Linked DNA regions of Mus musculus: regions 1, 2, 3, 4 and 6 are each linked to region 5. The links are chromatin contacts, called in public HiChIP or PLAC-seq, Micro-C and promoter capture Hi-C maps. All regions are on one chromosome and are shown on one strand. The core of a region is the stretch at or near the end of the contact, and the rest is flanking DNA. Distances in the headings are between cores, read along the strand shown. Region 1 overlaps Gm46889 (a long non-coding RNA gene). Region 2 holds the start of Echdc2 (enoyl Coenzyme A hydratase domain containing 2). Region 3 holds the start of Glis1 (GLIS family zinc finger 1). Region 4 holds the start of Shisal2a (shisa like 2A). Region 5 holds the start of Czib (CXXC motif containing zinc binding protein). Region 6 overlaps Zyg11a (zyg-11 family member A, cell cycle regulator).

Region 1 (3,260 bases), core at 62-2,561, 460 kb before region 5:
GGCACTCTCTTCCAGGAGGCCCCTGTACACAGAAGGCAATTAAGGTCACTATTCCTACCTACCCCACAGCAGCTTCCTGATCACAGCTTGCTGCCACTGGCTTCTGGAGACTGCTGGGGCCTCGGGGAACCTGGTCAGAAGCCATCGGTGGGTGGGGAGCAGTGTCAGCTGCTATTCCTGGAGTAATGGAACCCAGCTTGGTTCAGGTTCCCTCAGGGAACCCTGGCCCAGGGGCAGTTTGCTAAAGGTGAGCAGAATAGCCAGCTTAGGCATGTTCTCCTGGGCCATCCGTGTAGCCAAGCCAAGAGGACTCTGGAGCACAGAGGGAGCTGTGGGGACACCATGTCCCACTGCAGCTGGCCTTAGCTTCTAACTCCTGTTCCCCAGAATCTACTCAAGCCTCAAGATACCGTATGTGTGCTGCTTGGTTTCCAGCATCTGAATGGAAGGCTGCAGGCAGAACCAAGTCTTTTTTTTTTTTTTCGAGACAGGGTTTCTCTGTATAGCCCTGGCTGTCCTGGAACTCACTTTATAGACCAGGCTGGCCTCGAACTCAGAAATCTGCCTGCCTCTGCCTCCCTAGTGCTGGGATTAAAGGCGTGCGCCACCACGCCCGGCTCAGGACCAAGTCTTAATCCCAGTTGCTGTCCACAGGGTCTGTTGTGTTCCTACTAGCTACATTGGCCGAGACTTGGTCTCTCTGTCTGAAAAATGGAGAGAATAAACGTTTCCTTGTAGGGTTGTGGAGAGGACTAGAACAGTTTGTACTCAGACAGTGGTCAGTCATGATGGGGACCATGAGCTCCTAAGTGACAAATGCTGTCAGGGGCTCTGTGTCCCCAGCATCCAGCCGCAGTGCTGGCTGAGGGAGTAAGGAGGAGCGGAGGGCAAGGCTGTGCTTGCCTGAGGCTCACCTGTCCCTTCACGGATGGACAAGCTTTGTTCCCAGAGCCCTGCTGTGGGGAGGTGGCAGAACCTCTGGGAGGAGGGCCCTTAAGGGAGAGTTTTAGGTCATTGTGGAGTCGGGGATGAGGTAAGTCTTTTGCATGTTGATATGTTTGTGAGACAGGTATCCGTGGGCCTTCATGTTTACCCGTGCATGCAAGTGGAGCCCAGAGTCTGACAGCAAGTATCTCCCTTGACCACTCTCCACCTTACTTATTGGGCAGGGTCTCTCACCTGTATCCAGAGATGGCTGATGTGGACCAGTCTAACTAGTTCTGCCTGTTCTGGGGATCCCTTGCCTCCATCACCCCAGTTGTGGGATTGTAGGACGATGACCACACCCACCTGGCTTTCTTGGTTCTGAGGATCTGACCTCTGTTCCACATGTTTGCACAATAAGCGCTTTACCCGTGAGTCATCCTTCTAGGTTCACTCCCTCTTGGCAGTTCTTCCTTTTTTTTTTTTTTTGGTTTTGGTTTTGGTTTTGGTTTTTCGAGACAGGGTTTCTCTGTATAGCCCTGGCTGTCCTGGAACTCACTTTGTAGACCAGGCTGGCCTCGAACTCAGAAATCTGCCTGCCTCTGCCTCCCGAGTGCTGGGATTAAAGGCACGTGCCACATTGCCCAGCTCAGTCCTTCCTTTCTTTCTCTTTTGGTTTTTCAAAACAGGGATTCTGTGTGTAGCCCTGTCTGTCCTGAACCGTCTCTGTAGACCAGGCTGGCTTCAGACTCACAGAGATCCGCTGGGATTAAAGGCATGGGTAACCGCTTCCTGGTGCCCTTGGTAGTTCTCAAGGATCTTGTTACATAGCTGGTGGTGTGTAATCCTAGTACTGTAAGGATTCCACTAATTCAGGGCTAGCCTTGGCAATGTAGCAAGCTGAGCCGACAGCTGTGGATGTTTGAATGAAGAGGCCCCAATAGGTTCATATAGCTAAATCTTGGTCTCCAGTTGGCTATTTGGGAAGAAGTAAAAGGTGTAGCCCTATTGGAGAAGGTGTGTTACCAGGAACTGGGTCCCAACCAAATGCTTTCTTTTATATTGCCTTATTAAAGATGTTTTATCAGACAGGTGGTGGTGGTACATGCCTTTAATCCTACAATTTGGGAGGCAGAGGCAGGCAGATCTCTTATCAGAATTTGAGGCCAACCTGGTCTGCAGAGGATGGCAAGTGTCATGGATGTTCTGATGGGTGACGGCTATGTGTAGACACAGGGGCCACTGCATCACTGCAGCCTGGAGGAACATGCAGCCTTCCAGACCAGGAGGCCAGAGACGGAAGGGGTTCCAGGAGAAAATCCAGTATAGGCAACCTGGGTACTTCTGTTGTTTCTTTCTCATTTCATTCCTAATAAACTTACCAATGGAAGTGTATATATTCAAGGTATACAATGTCTGTTAGTAGTTATCAAACACATCCACCCCCACAGTTAGCATGTGTGTACTGGCCACCTTTTGGTGGTAGCTCACACAGACTACAGGCAAATCCCTGATGCAGAAACCCAAGGAACAAGAAGGAGCCAAATACAGTGGCATGGGGGTGGGAGACACGTTGGGGAAAGGGCTGTCTTTCCGATTTAAACAGTACAGAGGACTGATACATAAACTGTATGTAATACAATTGGCACTTCTCAGGCCAGAGGAGGGGCAACAGCTGGGAACAGCTTCCACTGGGCGCCTGCTGTTCTCAGGGAGTGTGTTCAGGCAGCAGAGGAAAGAGAGGGGCCCCAAGCCCCCCCCCCCGCCCCAGGCCTACCTCTTGCAGCTGCTCTATGCCATCAACCCCCCTCCCCAGAAAGCCCCTTCCTTTGCTCCCCAGATAGTTAAATGATGGCAGCCGGGTTTTAAAGGCTAGACTCCCACAGAAGCTAACAAAACAATGGGGCAAGAAACAATGACCTAACTAAAGAATCTGCCTTCGCAGTTGCTTAACCATCCCAAGGACCTGTCGGAACGATCACTTTCTTATCTACCTGAACACAGAAGGTTGGGCAGCTTCTCCAAGATCAGAGAGTCAATAACGTGCAGAACAAAGAGTGGACACCAGTATCCGCCCTTCGGACCTAAGAAGTGAGGCCTGGGTCCACACAACCACTGCAAACCATGAGAAGGGAGGCTTCCAAGTGAAGATCTGTGTGGCAAGAGCGGCTCGGAAGTCAAAGCTTTCTAAAACTGTATTTAATCTTTTAGTATCTTCATCATTAGTATGTGTGGGTATCTGCATGCTACAGACATACAGGGAGCCTGGATTCACTTACCTTGTTTATATGAGAGTTCTGGGGATTGAACTCCAAGTATCAGGTTTTGGGGGGGGA
Region 2 (2,866 bases), core at 63-2,562, 280 kb before region 5:
AAAATAGTAAATAAGGGGCTGGAGAGATGGCTCAGAGGTTAAGAGCACTGACTGCTCTTCCAGAGGTCCTGAGTTCATTTCCCAGCAACCACATGGTGGGTCACAACCATCTGTAATAGGATCCGATGCCCTCTTCTGGTGGGTCTGAAAACAAGAGACAGTGTACCGACATACATGAAATAAATAAATAAGCCAGTCGTGGTGGCGTATGCCTTTAATCCTAGCACTTGGACTTGGGAGTCAGAGGCAGGCGAATTTCTGTGTTCGAGGCCAGCCTGGTCTACAGAGTGAGTTCCAGGACAGCCAGGGCTACACAGAGAAACCCTGTCTCAAAATAAATAAATAAATAAATAAATAACTCTTAAAAAAAAAAAAAAGTAAATAAGCGGGACAGTGGTGACACACACCACTAATCCCAGTACTTGGGAGGCAGAGGCAAGTGAATCTCTGAAGTTCAGGGCCAGCCTGGTCTACAGAGTGAACCCCAGGACAGCCAGGGCTGTTACACAGAGAAACCCTGTTTTGTTTTTTGTTTTTGTTTTTGTTTTTGTTTTTGGGGAGGGGGAGACAAATAAAACAGAAGAACAGGAAGAGACAGGAACAATACAATATCCAACATGGGAACGGAGATGGGATGAGGTTACATTGGAGAAGGATCCGCACCCAGCTAACGCACCTGAGGTCCAAACAAACATACCCACGCTTCACAGCGTATTTTTGTACAATAAAAGACCTTGCTGCCGCCGATGGTTGTGAAGTTTCCCTGTGTGTCCGTGGACCCTGTGGACCGTCCCTCCCTCTCTGGTTGTCCCCTCAGGTCCAGCCAGATTTGCTCCGCCGCCACCCCCACCCCCCACCCCCGTCCCCGATCATTGCCAAGGCTCTAGAGGGAAAAGTCCTGGCTAGCACTGTTGTCCTGATCTCCTGGCGCACAGCCCTGCTCCCAGCTCTCCTCTCGGCTCCACACCTCCCCGGGCCTCTAGAGAGTTTGGGGAGCTCCCCTTCTACCCTGGGAGCCCTGAGATCCAATCCTCCTGCTCTCCCGCCTCAGTCTTCCCATGTGTTGGGTCTCAGCACACAACTTTACCTTGGTTGGGACCTGTCAGAGCCTGCACTTGGATTTCGGGTGTCCTGGTCGTCGCGTGAGAGGCGCAGTCCCGGGCCCCCGAGAACCTCCAGGAGCACGGGAGGCGCAGCGCGCGGGGCAGTACGCGTAGCATCGGGGAGCAGGCCGGCAAGGTGGCGCGGAGAACGGGACCTCCTCGGCAGAGCTGGAAAATCGTAGTTCCGGGGCGGGCGAGGCCTCGCCAAGGGCTCCACCTACGGGCGGAGAGAAAGGTGCGGCGGTCCGCGAGCCTGCAGACCCCAAGTTCAGCTCCTTCGTGAAATCTGGGAATGCTGCAGATTTAATCCGAATGCACGGCTAGGAAGGTGGTGTCCAAAACTGAATGTGTTGTGTGCACTTTCTTCACGTGTACCCTCAGATCATGTCATTTCATCAGTCACTGTGGGGTGGTCTGCACCCACTGACAAGGTCTGCTGTCCTAGAGGCTGTAAGATCGCGTCTGGCCCCTCCCAGTTTAACTAAGAACTTTGGCTCACAGTTATGAACTGCCAGTTTCTGTCCTCCACCGGCCACCTAGCCTTCCTTTGCAGAGGAAAGAAGGGCAATCCAGGGTAAATCAACCAAGCATCTGGGGTGAACAGTCAAGATATGGGTGCTTTGTCAGGCCATCTAATAGTAAAACTCAAGCCACTGATTTTCGTATGTGTAGGAGCAGCGGGAGAAGAGTGTCTCCGTCAAACAGAACCACAAACAGCCAGAGATCATTCGTAGCTACGCAGTGATCTGAAGACCACCCTGTGGCAGACAAAACGAAATAACACAGCAAACTATACAATCTATTTTCAAACTGCTAAAAGGAAAAACAAAAAACAAAAAGACCCAAAACCCTGTTTGTCAAGAATCCCACGTTTAGCAAACTGAAGAAGAAGCTGGGTGCTATGACTTTAATCCCAGATCTCGGGCAGATTTCTGTGTTCAAAGCTAGCCTAGTCTACATATTGATTTTTGGGTCAGCCAGGGAGCTCCACTGAGACGCTGTCAGAGAGAGAGAGAGAGAGAGAGGCAGAGAGAGACACAGAGAGAGACACACAGAGAGAGAGAGAGAGACAGAGAGAGAGGACAGAGACAGAGAGAGAGACAGACAGAGAGAGACAGAGACAGAGTCAGAGGAGAGAGAGAATTCTTGCAGACCAGGAATGGCTATGTGAATATCAGACAAGATGACTTTGTCTATCTTTATGTTGTGTGAAGGGTTTGCCTGTGTACCACTTGTGTGCCTGGTTTCCAGTGACAGAGAGAGGGCAGACAGTCTTTGCTTTTTTAACTGGAAAGACAGGCAGATTGCTGTGACTTAAAGGCAGCCAGGGTTATTTAATCAGACCCTGACTCAATTTTTTAAAGTCTTTTAATCTAAAAAAATTATTTGTATTTTTTGTGCATGAGTGCTTTGCCTATGTGTGCATGTGTACCACAAGTTAGCCTGGAGCCCACAGAGCCATAGAGGTGTCATCTGAAACTGGAGTTACAGACATTTGTGAGCCATCACGTGGGAGCTGGATATCGATTAAGGGTACGTGCAAGAGTTACAAGCTCTAGACCCAATTCACATTCAAATTCGATGAGTTTGTTTCTAGTGCTAGTCAGAAGGACTGGCAGTTCTTAGTGCCAACAATGTGTGCCTTGCAGAAGTGGAGGTTAGGGAGGTTCTAAGGGCAGACATCAGAAAAGTATGCATTACAAAGATCCCTGGACCTCAGAGCTGCATGGGAAAATCCTTCCTTCCTGATACATAGTAACAAA
Region 3 (2,822 bases), core at 212-2,711, 460 kb after region 5:
GCTTTCTACATACACATCTCCTTCTCAAACATGCCTATTTGGTTTAAATTGGATGCTTCCAGGCATCAGTTCAGACTGACAGGCGAGTCCCAATCAACTACAGAGATACTGAGACATTAAGGAACTCTTAAGGAAGTTCCATGAAGTTCTAGAATCCCTACAGAGCCGGTGGCAGAGACACCGGTACCACAGACCTGACCTCAGCATGCCCGCGGTCAGCACACTGGTGCGGTGGAACTCACCCTTCCCGCTGCCGGTCTTGGACACACCATAGTCTCGAGGGCTCCGGGGCCGAAGGAGATCGTGGGCACGTGGTGGTGGCACCGGTAGCCGAGGCAGCAGGTCTAGCGGGTTCCCGTCCCCGCAGCCGCCACCACTCACAGCAATCCTGAAGGCCATGTGCGCTCCCAGGCTGACAGGCCCGCGGCCCTGGCCAGGAGCACCAGGGGCCTCCTTTGGCCTCTTGTCCGAAAGTGCCTCGGCCACCTCGCAATGCATGGCGCCGGGGCGGGGCGCACGGCTGGGGGTCGCGCCAGGCTCCTGCGGAGGGAAGAAAGCACCGAGCTTTAGAAAGCGGGAAACTCCATCCCTAGATCACAGTTTGGGCAGTCACGTTCTATTTAGTCCTGATCTCAAAAAAAAAAAAAAAGTTAGCGTCACCACACCGACCCCATTCCCTGAGCCACCTGACCCCGCGCACCGTGGTCGTCCCGCTTTCGCTGCCGTCGCCCTAGGCCCGCACGTTCCGGAGAATCCCCTGCGCCCTCCCACCCTAATCCGCTTCCACCCAGGGTCAGCCCTCTTCAGACGAATGGCAAAACTAAGACCAAGGATAGGATGGGAGTTCCCTAAAGGGACAGGGAGAGGGCAGTAAACTAGGATGGGATGGGAGTTCCTGTCCGGAATTCCCTAAAGGGACAGGGAGAGGGCAGCAGCCTGACTCCCAGAGCAGGGTCACAGGGGAGCAGGGAAAGACTCAGATGGGTCCCTGGCTGCGCACCTCTAGGTGCCCCGGGGCGGGCTGAGCAGAGCCCAGGCACTGAACACGCACCGCCGCCGGGTGCAGACGCAGAATTTCCGCGAGCCCCGCCACTAGCCAGACACCGGGCTGAGGATGAGCGCGCACGCCCACTGCGCGAGCCCACAAAGCGCACTCGAGAGCCGTAAATCCAGGAGCCCCGGCGCCCGGGAGCCCGCACAGCCAGAGTCGCCCACGCACGCCGGCTCGCACGCACACTCGCGACCCGTCGATGCGCCCTCCGAGACCAGCCATGCCACACACCCCATTCACCGGCTCACACTCCGCTCCGCCGGCAGCCGCAAGTCTCACGCCGGAGCCTCAGCATCATTTCCAGCATCATTCCCGCGAGAGCGAGGCCTCAGGGCCCCCAAATTCGCCTCGCCCCTCGGCGAGCCCCGCGCCACCCCAGAGCTCCCGGATTCGGACGCCACTGGGTCCCCGGCGCCGGCCGCGCCCCTTCTCACCTCGCCGCGGGCGCAGCGGCTCGCGGGGCACACAGCACGGCGCGCCTCCTCTGGCGCCGCAGCCCCCGCAGCCGCCGCCGCCACCGCCACGGCCGCCGCGTCCTACGGGGCGACACCCCGGGGGCGGGGCGGCCCGCTGCTGCCCACAGCCGCTCGGGCCGCGACTCTTGGGGGCTGCCGGACCAAGCCAATGGCGGCTCGAGGGCGTGCCGCTCGCCTGGGGGCCTGGGCGGGGCGGCGCGCGCCCAGGCTGAGGTTTTGACAGCGGCCGGAGCCCTGCACGCCGGCTGCCGGGACGCCGCCGGACTCTGCGGCTGCCAGAGGAGGAGGCCAGCCGAAGGCAGAGCCAGCACAACCCGGCTTCCTCTGCTCCCCGGCGGGATTCTGCTCCTCCCCGGGTCGCGTTTTCTCCCGGGTAAATGGGAATGGCGGTACCTGCTAAGCGGAGGTAACAAATACAGAAGTGCTTGACAAGTTGTTTTGGTTTTGCAGACTCTAACCAGCTCACTTCAAGTGGCACAGATTTCACTGCAAGTCATAGCAAAGCTGGCCTTTGTCATCTGAACCCAGGCCTCAGCCCACTTTCTCACTTTACTTTCGTGTTGTTTTCTAGAAAGGGTTCATCCAGACGAGAGAGGAGCTCCGCGTTCTCCTGTACCCATTCCTTGCCATGTCCTCCGCGCTCCAGGCAGCAGGGTCTCAACTGTAGGAAGAGCCCTTGATGAGGCTTCATAGTGACTAGAAGCAATGGGTCAGCCCCCATCCCTGAAGCGTGCAAAATGGGGTGTTCGTTCATGTCTCTGACCGATTTTCTGGGGTCTACTGAAGGATCTAGGGTAGCCCCAAAATGTCTCTGCATGCTGTCAACATCTCCCACTATGCACAAAATGTTTGAGAATAGAGGACCTTAGTCTTAAACTGTGGAAGTGTGTTTCTGCAACCGGCCTGGTTCACAGACTGGGGTTCCACACAGGAAGACAACCCAAGCAGTTTCCCAGCATCTTAACAAAACAAAGATTTTTTTTTTCCAGTCACAAAAAGTTAAGATTTGCCAGGCATGCTGGCACACGCCTTTAATCCCAGCAGGCGGATTTCTGAGTTCGAGGCCAGCCTGGTCTACAAAGTGAGTTCCAGGACAGCCAGGGCTATACAGAGAAACCCTGTCTCGGAAGAAAAAAAAAAGTTTTTTAAAAAAAGATTTAATTTCCTATACCTTATTTGTTTGGAGACTTAGAAACAGCAGAAGGAATTGGAAGTACCTTGACATTTTACTTAACACCACCCCCACATTCATGGCCAGAAGCAACAAGGTAGGTAGGGTGTGGCAGCGCAGGCTT
Region 4 (3,093 bases), core at 99-2,598, 490 kb before region 5:
CCCTTCTGGTAAATAGAGGTCAAAATGAGCCTTCAATAGAGTAGTGCCAGTCTTCAGTGATAACAGCTCAAGAGAAGAGTTTTCTGGGAATATTAACAGTTCTTCTTGGTTTGAGGTATTGGTAACAAAACCAGGGCCCTCATGCATACTAGGCAAATGATCTATCTACCATTATCTATCATCCATGCCAAAGGTAAGTTTTTGCTCATTTTTGAGATGAGATCTGTATTGCCAGGCTTGCTTTAAACTCCTGGACTGAAGCAATCCTCCTGCCTCAGCCTGCTGAATAGTTTGGACTAGTGGCATATGCCACCAGATCTGGCTCCTTTTTGTTTATTGTTTTGGCTGACCTTTAAAAGCATTGCCCTCTTAAAACCTTTGCTATTCCCTTACACAGAGCCCCTCTGTGCCTATGATCCTGGTCCTATATTGATCCCTCCCTGTTGATTCCTCCACCAAGCTGTTTCTCAAGGGCCAGCCCGGATCTGACCTTCAGGTCAGAGGCGTGGTGTACAATGGCATCTGTGGAACTGAACTGCCTTACAGGTCAAAGGGAAAAGAAGCCGTGAAGGGGGTCAGTTAGGCTTATACCCAGCCCCCTGCAGATCCATGATCCCACACACAGCTGCCACAGCAAAGGGATGCACCACACTATCTCCTACCATCCTCTTCTGTGGAAATGCAGAGCTAAGGCTCGGAGGGACTGGGTAAATCCTCAAAGATCCTTGTTCACCCTCTCAGGGTACACTGGAGAAACTGAGGCTCGGAAGCACCTTCAGACAGGAAGGAGAACACTGTCCTTGTAGTCTAGGAACAAGTTGTGAAGGTTGGCAACCCCTAATTGAGGTGGGGGTAAAGGCTTATTCCTGAGACAATTGCTTCAATGTCTTTGGCCAAGAGCAGGGAGTGCTAAGAGTGTGTGTGAACATTGTGTGTCAAAGAGAGAGCAGGAGAGGAAAAGAAAGGCAATCAAGACTTTGAAAATATTACTGGAGGGCAGGGTGTGGACACACACCCAAAATCCCAGCATTTGGGAGTTGGAAGCCAGTCATCAAGACATCCAGGCCAATGTGGAATACAGGAGGTTTGCTGAGAGTCAGCCAGACAACAGGGTTGAAATCCCATGAGCTAAGGAGCCTGGGGAAATGACTTGTCTCTCTCTGATTCTCAGCTGCCGTCTATACAATGAAAACCCTGGTCTTCAGGTTGCTTTGCCAGTTAAATGGAGTATTATTCATCAACCCCAGAGGACCCCGTTCTGCCTGTCTTCTGCGTAGCACACAACTACCCAGAGAAGGGTCCTGGCGGCCCGCACGGTGGTACCTCGCTCAGGCGAGAGCCTCAAATATCCACCTTGCCTCTCTGGCTGTCGCGTGGTGTCTCGGCAGCCGGGGCGAGGAGGCAGCCCCCACCCTGGACTGGGTCCCCACGTGCACCCCTGCCTCCGCGCCCGCGCACCTGACCACCGGGTCCCCGGGCGCCCCGTCCTCACCGCGCGCCTCCGCGCCTTTCGCCGTGCCTTTCTCTGCAGCGCCTCTACCTGCGCACTTCCCTGCCTGCCTGGCCCTCGGGCTCTTTCTCAAGATCTGCGGGGTCTCCGGCCGTTGTCTCTCGCTCACCCGCTGTCGGTCCGTCCGTCCAGGGAGCCAAGGAGGCGCGATGAGCGGCGCCTGCTCGAGCTACGTGAGCGCTGAGCAGGAGGTGGTGCGCGGCTTCAGCTGCCCGCTGCCAGGGGGCGAAGCGGCTGCTGTCTTCTGCTGTGGCTTCCGCGACCACAAGTACTGCTGCGACGACCCGCACAGCTTCTTCCCCTACGAGCACAACTACATGTGGTGGCTCAGGTACAGGCCCTGGCTCTAACCTCACCTTGAACCCCTTCTCCCATCTTATCCCACTAGCCCACCCGCAAGCCAGCCTCTTGGAAGCCCCCACCTTCATCTAAGTGCCCTTCCCTCAAATCATCCTTACTCCTCACTGATCCTACTCTTGCTTTGTACCACATCAAACCCTTAAAGCCCCATCTCAACTCCTTCTTCATCCTGACCCCAACCATAATTTAGAGCCCCACTTGAACCTGACCAGCACTACCCCCAAAGCACTCATTCTGTCCCTATTCTGAACTTCACTCTGCCATCACTCTCAACATAATCTCAAATCACAAGCCAACCTTCACCCTAACAGCAAATACTATCTTCAGACATACAGAGGAATCCCTAACTCTACCCTTAGTCCTCACAGCGGCTCTGAGCTCTGGATGCTGTTCCGGGTACCAGCACAGTCCCAAGCCCAGCTTTATGAATTCCCTATTACTACTGCAATCTTAACCTGCCTCAGCCTCCTCCTCAAGCCTGCCTGTAAACCGTCTCATCTGTTTACCCACAACTTGACTTTAATTGGCTTTAGACCTACATCCAAACCACAACCTCAAACCTTCATCCTCACCTGATGCTCCAACCCAACCCCATCTCAGCCCAGCCTCAGCCCTTCCCTTCCCTCTCACTCTCTTTACTGGACACTTATACTTGAGTCCTGGGGGTGTACTCTATGCTCATAAACCTGGGGGTCAAGGCTTCCTGCAAGTTCAGTGTGACACAGTGGCATAATGCCACAGCAGAGGCCAGTTCCAACCATTTTAATAGTGGGGTCTGGGTGCAAATATTTCATTTTCCCTGGCCGTTCAGAAACTGGGTTGCTTGGGCCAACTCTGACAATCCTGAAACCTAAGTATGGAGATGGAGGACAGTAGGTCTTAATACCTCTGAGTCCCCAAAGGGATCCAGAAAGTAGAGCCTGATCCTCCCCCTGCTCTGGGTAAGAGGTGTCAGCAAAACTGGGGTGGTCCATGGAGAGTTTTTTGTCCCTAACAGTACACGAGCAGAAGACTGTGTGCTTTCCTGGTCTTCCTGGCTCTTTATCTACCAGAGGGAAATGACCTATCATTGTCTCCATTTCTGATTAAGGCAGAGGTAAGCACCAAACAAGAGACAAAAGCAACTAGATATACACCAATTACAACTACAAAAATGGCTTTTTCTAAGATGTCCAACCTGCAATTCCGAAACATTTTCAAATGACAAGGGTATCATATCCTGT
Region 5 (3,031 bases), core at 218-2,717:
GCTTTCCAAGTACTGGGATACAAGTGAGTGCCTCTAGACCCATCCTATCTTCTAGGGGATTCTTACAGCATCCAATAGGGACATGAGCCGATTTATCTCCAAGTAAGAACAAGGTGTTTCTGATGTTGGCACCCCTGCCCTCCTCTAGAATCTGTGCCATTTGGCTGGGGACTCCAGGTTGTCTCAAGCCCCCAGCAACTCTGCTGGTTGGTTCTGTGCTTAGGGGTCCTGAGTCTGGGGTTAACGGGTTGTCATTTTGTTTCTGTTTCTCTCTCCTTTGTTATTCTGTGTTTCTTCAAGTCAAAGTTCTTCAGATGGGCCCTGGAACTCCTGCTCCAAACATTTTGAAATAGGAGCTGTGGGTGCGATGGTGTTGCACTTGTCTAGTGCTGGGGCGGGGGTGGCGGAATAAGAGTGATCAGTTATGGCTTTGGTTGGGTATGTGAGGCACTGAGATAGACTAGGAGAATAAAGCACAGCCTGGGACGATGAAGGGTGTCACACTGTTTGGGCCTCTAGGGCAGGGTACCTACCCAGTTTACTAGCACTGTGTGAGGTCAAAGGGTGGCCAACTTTCCCAATAAGTAAAGCCAGCAAATAAAACAAGGTGGGTTTATTCACTATATTAAGTAAGCACAGGGTCCCTTCAAATGATATTTTGTTCCGTGTATGTTTATAAACTAAGAGCTGGAAGGATTTCACATCAGGAGAGTGCTAGCGTGAGGCCCCAAATTCAGATATACCCGCCAGAACAGAAGAGGGATAAAACCACAAAACTCCACCGTGTGAGGAGGCCGAACATCTGTAATCCTAGTAAGAAGATCAGGAGTTCAAAGTCATCCCTCGCTACATAAAGAGCGCAAGGCCAGCCTAGATTACATAAGACTAACGTTTAATCAATAAAAATAAAATCTAAAATTCCATCCTGAAGATCTCACTTAGATGCCTGGTTAAGCACCTCAGACCCGGTGGAACTTTTAGAAAAGCTCCCAGTTCAACACTGTGATCAAGGCTGGGCCCTGAGCCCTAAGATGCCCCACTGCCTCCGGATGCTCCTCCCTTCCCTAGAGGAACCCGCCTTCCGTCGCACCTTCAGGTACCACCGGAAGTCCTCGCCCACTGGCCGAAGGTTCGTGACGTTCTCCAGCGTGGCTTTGAGCTGCAGTGCGATTTTCTGAGAAGAGGGCGGGACACGCTGAGTGCAAGGCCTCGTCCGCTCAGCTGCGTGCCACGCCCCACCCCGCCCCTCCCGACTCAAGCCCCGCCACCCGAGCCTCACGCCTTCCATTCTCTCCTGCTCTGAGCTCGCCACTCTGAGCCCCTCGCCGCCTCGGACCCATCTCTCACTGGGCTACTACCAGACGGGATGCCCCAATGGCGACTAGCCTCTCCTTACCCCCATAGCTGCCGGTCCACGTTAAGTCGCTGCGACAGCTGCTTTCCGACCCGTCGTAAAAGGCCGGCGTCGCCGCGCAGCCTCAGTGCGGGTGGGCGGGGAGCGGGGCGTTAGTGAGTGGTACTGTAGGCTGGCGTTTTCTAGCTTGTCCCTCCTTAACCTGCCGGGCTCGGCTGTTTTCGGTAGGTTTGCTGGAACCGATGTAAACGCAAATGCCAGAGATGGTTCCTGATTCTCAATCTGTGCCTTCACTGAGCAGGCAAGATAGTCGGGCTGGAAACCTCTGCCAGACCTCTCTAGGCTCTCGGTTCTCTATCCGACTTCTCACTACCTGTGGTCCTGAGGCTCAGATTACGCTGCAGCCTCCCAGATGATGGGTAGTCGCCCTCTAAACTGCCCACTGGATGTACACGATTTGATGCTGCGACTTTTCCCACAGGGTTGCCCTGTGTCCATGTCCTCGTGGTAGCTATGCCTGAACAGAGCTGACTTTCCCCCACCTTAGTCATATATTTAACCGACACTGCAGGAGCTGGGAGCACCAACATTCGAAAACATGCCCCATTTTTATTTTTTAGAGACAGGGTTTCTCTGTGTAATTATAGCCCTGGCTCTCCTAGACTCGCTTTGTAGACCTGGCTGGCCTCGAACTCAAAAGAGATCCACCTGCCTCTGCCTCTCGAATGCTGGGATTAAAGGCGTGTGTCACCATGCTTGGCTCCCACTTTTATGGCCCAGTCTTTTTAAATTTTATTTTGGTTTTGGCAGGTAGTATGTATGTGCTCCACATGCATGCAGCTCCCACCAAGGCTAAAAGAGGGCACCATAAATAACCCTCTTGTACCCTCCCCCCCCTCAGCCTGAAACCTGGCTGAACAGGTTTCACTGATAGCACGAAGAGAGCATGGGGGGGGGGGTTGGAGCCTGCCACCTTATCGTTCTACCACTCCCACTGCTACTGCCTGCCGCCTAGCAGTTCCGGAGTTAATCAAGTTGTCACCTGAAACTGGACTCCAAGGATGATTTGGCGGGAATGGGTTCCTTCCCCTTCTTCATAAACCAGTGCCTGGGAATAGTAAAATTGAACCTTGAGCAGACTAGTTGTCTTGGTTCCATTCTCTCTCCCGCCGCCTAGCTCCCTCTTCTCTTCCAGATTCCAAGATGCCTCCCAGGCTAGAACCCAGACATGTGAGCCGGCCGCAACACTCTGTGACACACTGATAGAGCCACCCTATGGATGTTAGGAACAGAAATGAGGTCATCTACTACAGCAGCAAGTTCTCTTAACCGCTGAGCCATCCCCCTGCCTGTTGGACACCACCAGACTGGTCTTTAAGTGTCTCAGAAGTCTGGCATCCTGACATGTCACATATTAATGATATCCCTAACGGAGTATGAAAAGTCTTGAGGATGCTTGGGACCTTGTCTCAGAATGGAATGTCTCTAAGGATATGTATTTAGGCTCGTGTCCCTTCAGACCAATGAACCCTATCAAGTCCCATTCCTTCTGATGCCATCTAATCAGCTATTTTCAGCAAGCCATGAAATTTAAGTAATGGCAAGAGAAAGTTCCTGCCAATCTACCTATTGAACAGTTTTCCTTCATACGGAAATAAAGGATATGTTAAAAAGCCC
Region 6 (2,954 bases), core at 239-2,738, 310 kb before region 5:
ACATAGACATTTTTCTGGATTGAGACTTTTGTGGGACTTGCACTTGAGGCCCTCTGTGAGGAAGGATCACCTGGGCTCCTTGTCTTCTTTGGTGTCTGGTCCTTCTGCTCTGTCTTGTTGTTCTTGGTTTCTTCCCCTTCATGTCTGCTGCCAAGATTTTTAGGAAGCCTTCCCTGTCTAACTTAATCTTTATTAATTTTGATGGAATCTGTAGCTTTTCTTCTCCTGTTGAAACAAAGGCAAGAAACCTCTTCCACAACTCAACACATCTCCTGCCTTCCATTCTAAGGTTTTCACATATAAAAACTGATTTAATTCATCCCTCCTTTCTATTTCAGCATCTGTGCTGCCTTTCTCATTGGCATATAAAAAATTTAAAGTCAGTAAAGCATTAGTCTGTCTCTGCGAGATTCCTTAACCCCTTCTGGTCTATGAGCATTTCCTTTACGGTTGTGTTAGATCTCTCTGTACAACTGCTTGTCCTGTAGGTTTGTGAGATATGCCAGTAATGTATTTAATGCCACAATGCTTAAAATAATCTTATATTCTTTTTTTAAAAGATTTTATTTATTTTATGTATATGCGTACACTGTAGCTGTCTTCAGACACACCAGAAGAGGGCATTGGATTCCAGTACAGATGGTTGTGAGTCACCATGTAGTTGCTGGGAATTGAACTCAGGACCTCAGGAAGAAGAGTCAGTGCTCTTAACCACTGAGCCATCTCTCCAGCCCCATAATCTCATATTCTAATTGATACATATGTTGAAGTATCATCAGCTTCAATCTCTAAAGGCATCTCCAAGAGAGCCACCATCTCTAATAAGTGTGAAATCTCAGAATCATTCCTTTCAGAATTCAAGGCAGAGCAGCCCCTTGGAATTCTGCATCACCCGTATGGTGTATTAACACATGTACATATTTAAAATTTTCAGATTCTATAAAATGAAACACATTCTGTGATATTGTTCTCAGGTGGCTTCATTAAACATAATCTGTATTCTTAACTCAGCATAAGTCTTTTTAACTAGGAATTTAATAGGCTGCCATTCTGTTCTTTCATCATAAGGTGGCCCTTTAGGTTTTGGGTTAGATTCCTCTGAAATTTCTTTATGATTCATAGGATTGTCTAAATTTTGTTCTATTGTTCATAACTTAGCTAGAATTTTTTTAGTCATTTCCTTATCTAAGTCTTCTTTCTCCTGATCTCTCTTTAAAAGGGACATAAAATTGTAATTGTTACTGAAAACAAAAATTATTTGTATGTTGATAAGTGGAACAAAAGCATATGGGATCCAGATGCATTGTGTCATTGCATTTTCCATTTTTTAGCATAGAAAATATTTTTCTTTTCAATCTCTAACTCTCTCCTTAAGGACTTCCTAAGTATCTTCCCAAGTTTGTTGACTTTTCTCCCCTCCTCCCACCCTCACTGTGGAGTTCCATGTGTCTGTAATTGGACTCTGCCAGGTCTCTCTGCTGCTCAGCTAGCAAGTTGTACTGCCTGATGGCTCCTGGCCCTGTCTCTGCTCAGTCCCTCTCTCCACCCAACTCTTGCCTGTTGCGGCTTTCACCCACAAGCACCAGCGTAGATGCAGGCCCTCATGCCCCACCATGCTGGGCTAGCCTATTGTCTGACCTTCACCCACTCTGGGAAGGTGGCTCCTAGCTGCAGTGAGCCGCCATCTGTTCTGGCTCCAAGCCATTGCCGGCTTTTCCCATGGGCACTGGCTGCTCAGTCCCTGCGCCTCTGAGCGACTAAGGCCCTAGAGTTGAATCCCACTAAAAACAAGTTTATCTTCAGCTTGTGGCTATAGGAATGAGGAATCATCCATTGGATCTGCCAGTGCAGTTCACAGCCAGTGCTTGCGCTCTCAACCTAACACGCCAGGAACTGGCCAGGGGAATGCCTGTTCGTCTGTTGGCAGAGATCACCGATCTACTTTTCAAAGCAACGAAAAATTTCCCCTACTACCAACAGGTAATTTGAACTAAATACTTGACTGATTTTTAACCTTAAAACACATTTATGAAAATATGTATTATTGAGTTGCTGTTTTTAAGGATAAAATAGGGCTTAATGTTATAGAAAGAAGTAGGAAATATGGATAAGAAATCAAGCTCAAAAGGCTTGGTGGCGCACGCCTTTAATCCCAATACTTGAGAGACAGAGGCAGGCAGACTTCTGAGTTTGAGGCCAGCCTGGTCTACAGAGTGAGTTCCAGGACAGCCTGGGCAACACAGAGAAACCCTGTCTCAGAGAACCAAAAATACAAAAATAAAGACAAAACCATTTGCTAAGACAAATCTATTAGCACATCAGGCGAGGTGTGGTGGTGCTCACCTGTAATCCCAGCACTTGGGAGGTGGGAGCTGTAGGTTCAGATGTTCAGGTCAAGGTCAGCTAGGGCTACAGGAGACCCTCACTCTAACAAACAGAAACCCCAGGGGGAGAAAGAAAGTTGAGTTGGGGCCAATGAGATGGCTTAGGAGGTAAAAGCGCCAAACCTTAAGGATTCGATCCTTGAGATTCACATGGTGAAAGGAGAAACCTTGCATAAGTTGCTTCCTGGCCCCTGCGTGTGTGTGTGTGTGTGTGTGTGTGTGTGTGTGTGTGTGTGTGTGTGTGAGAGAGAGAGAGAGAGAGAGAGAGAGACACACACACACACACACATGCTCTCATACCTCTTCTCCCTCCCCCTCTCTGACACACACACACATGTGCATACACATTCTTTTTCTCTCCCTATCTACATAAATGTAATAAACTAATCAAGCCCATGAAATGTGTAGCAGAAAATACTTTTTTCCTTAGTAATCAAAGATATTTTAGGTTATTAACAGCAGAGGCGGTTAATTTTCTTTTTCGGGTATGGGACCATACATAGCTCAGTGAAAGAGGACTTGCCTAGCATATGTAAGGCCAAGGCCCTGGTTTCCAGCTCCAGCATCCAT

Evidence for each region. Promoter capture Hi-C pulls out the DNA fragments that hold promoters and counts their contacts. Hi-C and Micro-C count contacts between places; a contact is called where the count stands out from the background. HiChIP or PLAC-seq counts read pairs in DNA pulled down with a chosen protein or histone mark.
Region 1: an H3K4me3 HiChIP or PLAC-seq map of bone marrow-derived macrophages shows a contact between it and region 5, with 5 times the contacts expected there. The contact joins the enhancer-like site here to the promoter of Czib in region 5. A contact is called at or near these places in 3 of 39 promoter capture datasets (cranial neural crest, neural stem cells and pre-B cells), 1 of 15 datasets of contacts at CTCF or cohesin (large pre-B cells), 9 of 484 Hi-C or Micro-C datasets (embryonic stem cells, group 2 innate lymphoid cells, liver and 3 more), 4 of 115 datasets of contacts at active chromatin or transcription factors (bone marrow-derived macrophages, effector CD8 T cells and embryonic stem cells) and 1 of 9 other capture datasets (liver).
Region 2: a contact with region 5 is called in a promoter capture Hi-C map of second pharyngeal arch cranial neural crest. The contact joins the promoter of Echdc2 here to the promoter of Czib in region 5. A contact is called at or near these places in 14 of 39 promoter capture datasets (the 3T3-L1 cell line, the C10 cell line, cranial neural crest and 10 more), 4 of 484 Hi-C or Micro-C datasets (embryonic stem cells, forebrain and nephron progenitors), 8 of 115 datasets of contacts at active chromatin or transcription factors (the NIH/3T3 cell line, embryonic forebrain, embryonic stem cells and 2 more) and 5 of 9 other capture datasets (adipose tissue, embryonic stem cells, liver and 2 more).
Region 3: a contact with region 5 is called in a Micro-C map of embryonic stem cells, with 3 times the contacts expected there. The contact joins the promoter of Glis1 here to the promoter of Czib in region 5. A contact is called at or near these places in 2 of 39 promoter capture datasets (cranial neural crest and hippocampal neurons), 1 of 484 Hi-C or Micro-C datasets (embryonic stem cells), 1 of 115 datasets of contacts at active chromatin or transcription factors (embryonic hindbrain) and 1 of 9 other capture datasets (adipose tissue).
Region 4: an H3K4me3 HiChIP or PLAC-seq map of bone marrow-derived macrophages shows a contact between it and region 5, with 3 times the contacts expected there. The contact joins the promoter of Shisal2a here to the promoter of Czib in region 5. A contact is called at or near these places in 3 of 39 promoter capture datasets (3T3-L1-derived adipocytes, embryonic stem cells and hematopoietic stem and progenitor cells) and 2 of 115 datasets of contacts at active chromatin or transcription factors (bone marrow-derived macrophages and embryonic stem cells).
Region 6: a promoter capture Hi-C map of cranial neural crest shows a contact between it and region 5. The contact joins the enhancer-like site here to the promoter of Czib in region 5. A contact is called at or near these places in 7 of 39 promoter capture datasets (the 3T3-L1 cell line, cranial neural crest, embryonic stem cells and 4 more), 1 of 484 Hi-C or Micro-C datasets (the G1E-ER4 cell line), 5 of 115 datasets of contacts at active chromatin or transcription factors (embryonic stem cells, extraembryonic endoderm stem cells, neural tube and 1 more) and 2 of 9 other capture datasets (embryonic stem cells and pancreatic islet).

What each region holds. Positions count from the first base shown.
Region 1 is chr4:108,345,367-108,348,626 of GRCm38.p6, reverse strand. Gm46889 (a long non-coding RNA gene) reads left to right here. Exons shown (of 2, transcript XR_001784545.1): 2 at 2,870-3,134. Among named protein-coding and RNA genes, the nearest start is that of Gm46889, 4.2 kb to the left of the region's middle. Within about 2 kb of position 1,311, at least 99 of the 459 cell types and tissues checked have an H3K27ac peak or open chromatin away from gene starts, as enhancers often do. A contact at or near this core is called in bone marrow-derived macrophages, group 2 innate lymphoid cells, liver and 1 more, where this site is marked.
Region 2 is chr4:108,163,883-108,166,748 of GRCm38.p6, reverse strand. It overlaps Echdc2 (enoyl Coenzyme A hydratase domain containing 2), which reads right to left and starts at 1,312. Exons shown (of 10, transcript NM_026728.4): 1 at 1,088-1,312. The coding sequence starts at 1,220.
Region 3 is chr4:107,433,358-107,436,179 of GRCm38.p6, reverse strand. It overlaps Glis1 (GLIS family zinc finger 1), which reads right to left and starts at 1,461. Exons shown (of 11, transcript NM_147221.2): 1 at 1,283-1,461; 2 at 243-540. The coding sequence starts at 498. Gm46866 (Holliday junction resolvase MOC1, chloroplastic-like) reads left to right here and starts at 925. Exons shown (of 2, transcript XM_030253946.1): 1 at 925-1,900; 2 at 2,099-2,403. The coding sequence starts at 1,115. The coding sequence ends at 1,747.
Region 4 is chr4:108,381,910-108,385,002 of GRCm38.p6, reverse strand. Shisal2a (shisa like 2A) reads left to right here and starts at 1,348. Exons shown (of 3, transcript NM_001099303.2): 1 at 1,348-1,841. The coding sequence starts at 1,660. Gm32297 (a long non-coding RNA gene) reads right to left here and starts at 1,780. Exons shown (of 6, transcript XR_003955247.1): 1 at 1,620-1,780.
Region 5 is chr4:107,888,262-107,891,292 of GRCm38.p6, reverse strand. Czib (CXXC motif containing zinc binding protein) reads right to left here and starts at 1,467. Exons shown (of 8, transcript NM_001347160.1): 1 at 1,397-1,467; 2 at 1,091-1,174. The coding sequence starts at 1,402.
Region 6 is chr4:108,195,170-108,198,123 of GRCm38.p6, reverse strand. Zyg11a (zyg-11 family member A, cell cycle regulator) reads left to right here. Exons shown (of 14, transcript NM_001167936.3): 5 at 1,804-1,980. Among named protein-coding and RNA genes, the nearest start is that of Zyg11a, 21 kb to the left of the region's middle. Within about 2 kb of position 1,488, at least 14 of the 459 cell types and tissues checked have an H3K27ac peak or open chromatin away from gene starts, as enhancers often do. A contact at or near this core is called in embryonic stem cells, where this site is marked.